2 separate regions of the Hordeum vulgare genome follow, and region 1 is linked to region 2. The links are chromatin contacts, called in public Hi-C maps. All regions are on one chromosome and are shown on one strand. Each heading gives the region's core, a stretch centred on a gene start, on an enhancer-like site or on the middle of the called end of the contact. The rest is flanking DNA. Distances are from core to core; before and after follow the strand shown. Region 1 holds the start of LOC123451089 (transcription factor WRKY19-like). Region 2 holds the start of LOC123451077 (protein WHAT'S THIS FACTOR 1 homolog, chloroplastic).

Region 1 (3,397 bases), core at 125-2,624, 140 kb after region 2:
AGCAAATGATGGAACAGGCTCTCTCATTGATTGAAACTGGGTATCTATACCCTTCTTACAAGGCAGTTAGAGTTACAATGTCGGTAACTACAACCGACCTAAACAACTGACTTAAGCATTGATTATTAGGATTAAATTAATCCTTAACAATAAAAAAATCGACCCAACCGGATTTCTCATATCTACCTCAAACATCTGGATTGACCGACACCTCTCATGTCCATCTCAAATAACGAAAGAGAACACAAATGATGGAATCGTGAACTCATTGATTGAAGATGTGGGTATATATATCCGTGTACAAAGGCGGTTACAAGGAGCAGTTGCTAAACTAAAGCAACGATTATCCCTTAATTAATGCATTTAATTAATTCCTAACAGATACGAGGGTTCGTGGATGCATCCGGACACGCTCGATCAGTCCGTCACGTAGGATGCGATCCCATTTAAAACATTTTTTTCTTTCTTCTTCTTTACCAATCACGTGCAAGTGATGAGACATATGAGAAAAATATAAAAAAATAAGGCTGTATGGATGAAAAAGTAGGGATTTAAAACGAACACGTCCGATCGTGTCTGTCTGTGAATGTTTGAGGGGCCGAATTTATAAGTTTCGATTGTAGATGATATCATAACCATGTCTCTAGAACTAAACCCTCAAATCCATGTTCTGCAACGCTAATCCAACCCGAAAACCAAACCGGAAAGGGCAGGACCGAGGGTGAATCTCCGTGCGAGAACGGACGGGCGGGCAAAGATTTGAGTGATGGCCAACTGAGAAACACTCAGACTGAAAAATAGCAAACCCGTTTTCTTAACACAGTACAGCGCATCCGTCCGGAAATTTGATTTGGTGTTTTGAACCAAGTCTCACAGCCCAGCGCATCCGTCCGGGGTCGGGTCGTGTCCATGTAGAAACCGGTGACGATTCCGGGCATACGCCGTGTGAAAGCAGATGGACGTGACTCGCTAGCTGGACGACGACGACGCTGCTCCCTATATGAGGCTAGGGCCGGCCGGTTACCCCTCTCTCTCGTTCAACCGATCCATCCGGCTGTGGCCTGCACATACGCAACAAACGGGGAAAGAAAACCACACGGACTCGCTGCTGATTGCGCCCTTTGTCTGCGGGTCACGCCATGTCCTCGCCTTGGTCTGCTACACGTGGATCGATCATGCCCCTGGCCCAGGTTGGCTCTACACCAGCCTAAAAAAAGCTTCTCACTTTCACTGCTCACTTCCCGGCAACCAACCGCGACCGCGCGCCGCCTTCCGGGCACCTTCCTTCCTCCGCCTTGCCGCGGCGCAGATCGACCGCACGCCCGCCGAGGAGGTGACGCCACCAAGCCACGTACCGGCGCGGCGCAACGCCAGCCGGTTTTCTCCCTCCGCGGTTACTGTCTGCCCATGGACCGCACCGGCGGCGAAACTTCCAGGAAAAGCGCGGTGAACTTCACATGCCACTCACTGGTCACTACCATCCCCGCTCGCCCGCGCCAGCGTAGATCGGTCCAAACGTGGCGAGAACGACGCCGCTGGTTATTGCGGCCGGCCACTTCACAGGCCGGAGTAGTTGGACGTGATTAACTAGGAGCAGAGGCAGAGAGCGTGTGTATGTATGTATATTCATGGCGCCATGCATGGTGGATTGGTGGTGGCCATGCCCTGGACCAAAAGGGAGAGGAGACTAGGACCGGCGGTCCGAGCGTGACGTGGTTCTTCCTTCCCCGATTCAAAGTCTCGCGCTTTTCTCCGGTCTTCAGTCAAACCAACCTCATGATTTTTTACTATTCCGCCATGAACAGTGCTTGGGTCCGGCGGCCCTATAAAGCCTCCTCCTCCTCCCGCTGCCACCAGTCACCACCAAGCTCATCATCATCATCACAACAAAAGGAACGCCCGCCGAGCAAGCACGGGCACGCTCTCGTTCTCGTCTCATGAGAAGCTTGCCGCTGATCGACTAGCTAGACTTGGTGTGCCGGCCGGGCATGGAGGGCACGACGGCGACGCTGGCGTCGGAGCTGGACGGGCTGCTGGCCATGGCGAGGGAGCTGGAAGCGCGCGTCGACGGCGACCAGGGCGCGCCCGGCGCGGCGAGGGAGCTCTGCGCCGAGCTGGCCGCGTCCGTCGACCGGGCCGTGCGCCTCGCCGGGAGCGGAGGCAATGCCGGCGGCAGGGCGTGCGTGAACGGCCGGCTCAGGAGCGGCAGGAATGCGGCGGCAGTGCGGGCGCAGGTCCGGGTGGCGTCGATGCATGACCTCGGCCCCCTCGACGACGGGCTCAGCTGGCGCAAGTACGGCCAGAAGGACATCCTGGGCGCCACGTACCCCAGAGCATACTTCCGGTGCACGCACCGGCACTCGCAGGGCTGCCAGGCCACCAAGCAGGTGCAGCGCGCCCACGCCGACCCGCTGCTCTTCGACGTCGTCTACCACGGCGCGCACACCTGCGCCCAGGCCGCCGCGGCCCTGGCCGGCCCGGAGCACCAGCCTCCTGCCGCCTTCGGCCTGGAGCAGCAGCAGCAGAGCTCGCCGCCTGCGGCGCCACAAGGGATCCAGTGGCCGGCGGAGCCCATGACGCCGCCCTCCTTTCCTTCCTCGCCGGCCGGCTGCTACACGCCGGCGAGCTCCTGGTGCCAGCTTACCGGCGGCTACGGCTACGCTGCCGGCGGCGGCCTCGGGGCTGACATGGAGTTCGACGAGCTGTTCTGGAACACGCCAGGGTTTTTCGAACCGGAGGTTCAGAACCTGTAGGCAGGCGCAGCGGCCAGCATCCTACTGTATTTGAGCCAGTGTTTAGATTCAGGTTCCTGATCATGTATCACAATGGAAGCTATATCTATACAGTATCATCACTGGTGGTGGCTATACACTGACCTGAAACTCAAATTGTTCTACAAAAACTCTGAACTGCAGCAGCTCCATAGCTCCAGTATATTACGGATCAGCAAATGCACAAAGCCAACATGTGCAGCTTATTACAGCAGCAACTAGTTGAGCAGAAGAAATGTACACTCACTACAGTACAATGTCATCAGCATCACTACACACACTAAAAAACAGAGGTTTTCCAACAATTTACAAGCACCTATACTGAACTCTTCTCCTTGCTGTCCCGAGGAGCTTCAGGGCTGCTCTCCTCTGCTTTATCCAAGTTCCTCAGGGCTCCCCTCAGCCCAAGCACGATGAACAGATTGGTGAGTGTGAGGAGGGATTCCGCCGTCCCGTGCAGCAGGTCCACATTTGACAGCGAGGTCCCGTAATGAACTTTGGCTGAAAGAGGATGGTGATGTGTCGGTAAATACTTGTTGTATGGATACAGAAAAGGTATGTACTAAGATTCACTGAAAACTTAGTGATATTATGCAATTACCATATATCCCAGCAGGTACTGCTCC
Region 2 (3,056 bases), core at 77-2,576:
TTGTTACCTTTTCACAACTTGGAAATATAATGCGGTTTTCATGAAATTTGTAAACAATTCTGATTCATTAGCATGTAGTATTTTTTTGTACATTAGATTTTTTTAATGGCGTGGTTTACCGATATTCACACACTTTCTAAATTGTATTCTGAAGAAATTGTCTTCTTTTTACTTTTTTACTTCTAAGAATTTTTTTACAGGGTGAATAATGCTCAAGGTAGGAGTGCGAAGGGGTAGGGTTTGGGCACTGCCGATAGGCACAAATTTGTGCCCGTACTGTACCCATATGGGTTGGGTACCCATTCTCATTCGTAAAATTGCCATCCTTAGTGGTGGCGCAGTCGGCCGCCGTGAAACCGTGTTTCATGCGCCAATACCTATTTGATATTTTATAAACTAAATACTATGTATTGATCATAAGTCTGGGTTTTCCCCTCTTCTTTGTCTATCAAGGAATAAAATGTGTTTTCATGTGCCATTTGCTGGTGTTCACAAAGGGTGGGTTTTGTATTGTGGGAAGCACATTGATGCTCCCTTCAATCTAGAAAATTTAAAACTTAGTTGAGATGTTTTTTATAAAAATATGGCTCGTGCATATTCAGGTGAGCCATGAAATTGTAAAAAAAATGGACACATACTTTCATTTATGGTTTGGGTGAGAAAAACAAAAGTGGGGAGCTAGAATATCAAATCTTGTTTTGAACAATGTTTCGGTTTGTTATTTTTGCAGAACCCCAAAAAATAATGGGTTTTTTCATGAAATGTGGAAATATATATATTAACTAGCATGTACTCCCTCCGTCTTAAAATTCTCTTCTTAGGTTTGTCTAGAAATGGATGTATCTAAATACTAAAATGTGACTAGATACATTCATATCTAAACAAATGTAAGACCAGAATTTTGAGACGAAGGGAGTAGTATTGTTTTTTTTTTAATATTAGTTTTTGAAAAGGGAGCATTTCTGTGAGCACACTTGATGGTTTACCGATATTCACATAACTTCTAAATTGTATTCTAAAGAAATTTTCAGGAGATGAAGAAATGCTCAAGGTAGGAGTGGGAAGGATCACCAACATTTTCATTCAAATAACTCTTTTTTCTAGAAGATTCCATTAAAATAACTGGGCTGGCTGACTAGGAGGAAGTGGACATTGAATAGCCCATCAGCATAAGCCTTATTCGGGCTTTATTTGAGCCCAATGAAGCCAGGCCCACAGACTAGCCCATCAGGCCGCCAGCAAAATATCACCCATAACCCCCCAAAAATATCCACTCGCTACGGGAGGTTTATCCCCACACCCCCTTCTCCCCACCGCCGCGGCGGAGCTCACCTGAGCCGCAAAAATGGAGGCCAAGCTGCTGCTCCTCTCCTTCCCCTCCCCGCCCACCACTCCCCACCACCCACCACCCCCCAAATCCCTATTCCTCGGCGCCTCCCTCCCGCTCCACCCGCTGGCCGCCGCCCCGCCGCCCCCTTCCCTGCGCACCCGCCCCCGTCTGGCCGTCGTGGCGCAGGCGGCCGCCGTGAAGCGCCGCAAGGAGGTGCCTTTCGACAACGTGATCCAGCGGGACAAGAAGCTGAAGCTGGTGCTCAAGCTGCGCAACATCCTCGTCTCCAGCCCCGACCGCGTCATGAGCCTCCGCGACCTCGGCCGCTTCCGCCGCGACCTCGGGCTCACCCGCAAGCGCCGCCTCATCGCGCTCCTCAAGCGCTTCCCTGGCGTCTTCGAGATCGTCGAGGAGGGCGTCTACTCGCTCCGCTTCCGCCTCACCCCCGCCGCCGAGCGCCTCTACCTCGACGAGCTCTACCTCCGCAACGAGTCCGAGGGCCTCGCCGTCGCCAAGCTCCGCAAGCTGCTCATGATGTCGCTCGACCGCCGCATCCTCATCGAGCGGATCGCGCACCTCAAGAACGACCTCGGTCTGCCCTCCAACTTCCACGACACCATCTGCCTCAGGTACCCGCACTACTTCCGCGTCGTCAGGATGGACAGAGGGCCCGCGCTGGAGCTCACCGAATGGGACCCCGAGCTGGCCGTGTCCGCCGCCGAGCTCGCCGAGGAGGATAATCGGGCCAGGGAGGCCGAGGAGAGGAATTTGATAATTGACCGGCCGCTCAGGTTCAACAGGGTGAAGCTGCCCAAGGGGCTGAAGGTGTCGCGGGGAGAGGGGCGGAGGATCGAGAAATTCAGAGAAATGCCCTACATTTCGCCGTACGCCGACTTCTCACACCTGCCGTCGGGGTCCCCTGAGAAGGAGAAGCATGCCTGTGGGGTGGTTCATGAGATTCTAAGCCTCACACTTGAGAAGCGCACGCTGGTTGACCACCTGACACACTTCCGGGAGGAGTTCCGGTTCTCGCAGTCTCTGCGGGGGATGCTCATCCGGCACCCTGACATGTTCTATGTGTCACTCAAGGGAGATAGAGACTCGGTGTTCCTCCGTGAGGCGTACAAGAACTCGCAGCTTATCGAGAAGAGCCATCTCGTGCTGCTTAAGGAGAAGATGAGGGCTCTTGTCGCGGTTCCACGCTTCCCTCGACGAGGTGGGCCTAGGACTGGTGAGGAGACTGAAGGAGGCAATGGCTCTGCACAAAGGTATAATGAAGGAAGCGACATGGAAGATGAAGAAGACGATGATTTCTCAGACATGGAAGACTTGATTGGGGAACTTGGTGGCAAATCTGACAACAGCGGCTACCGCTGGGGTGATGGCTGGGTTGGCGAGAGTGATGGCTCGCCACCGGACTTTGGAGATGGTGATGACTCGAGTCCACAAGAAGTCGAGATACCAAAGTCAAAGAGTAATAGAACCACTGATGTCGATGACGACTCGTCTGTTCCTGTATTTCCTGATGGCAGACAACGGGAACGGTGGTAAACTGAGCTATTTTGAGATTTAGCTGATAGAAATCTTCATCTGTATTGTTAGTTTTATCATCTTATCTGATTGCAAAGCCCTATCACTATGTCTTTTGATGTGCCCTGCTGGGTCGCTTGCTAGTGTTATGTGTCACCGAGTGCGTGATTAGCTTACAACATCATTTTGTGAACAA

The links. A called contact is a pair of places that touch in the nucleus more often than the background predicts.
Region 1: a contact with region 2 is called in a Hi-C map of seedling, with 1.6 times the contacts expected there. The contact joins the promoter of LOC123451089 here to the promoter of LOC123451077 in region 2. A contact is called at or near these places in 1 of 6 Hi-C or Micro-C datasets (seedling) and 1 of 1 datasets of contacts at active chromatin or transcription factors (embryo).

Annotation. Positions count from the first base shown.
Region 1 is chr1H:505,042,845-505,046,241 of MorexV3_pseudomolecules_assembly, forward strand. It overlaps LOC123451089 (transcription factor WRKY19-like), which reads left to right and starts at 1,375. Exons shown (of 1, transcript XM_045128103.1): 1 at 1,375-2,882. The coding sequence starts at 1,989. The coding sequence ends at 2,753. LOC123451111 reads right to left here. Exons shown (of 2, transcript XM_045128136.1): 2 at 2,899-3,272. The coding sequence ends at 3,088.
Region 2 is chr1H:504,902,473-504,905,528 of MorexV3_pseudomolecules_assembly, forward strand. LOC123451077 (protein WHAT'S THIS FACTOR 1 homolog, chloroplastic) reads left to right here and starts at 1,327. Exons shown (of 1, transcript XM_045128092.1): 1 at 1,327-3,056. The coding sequence starts at 1,346. The coding sequence ends at 2,881.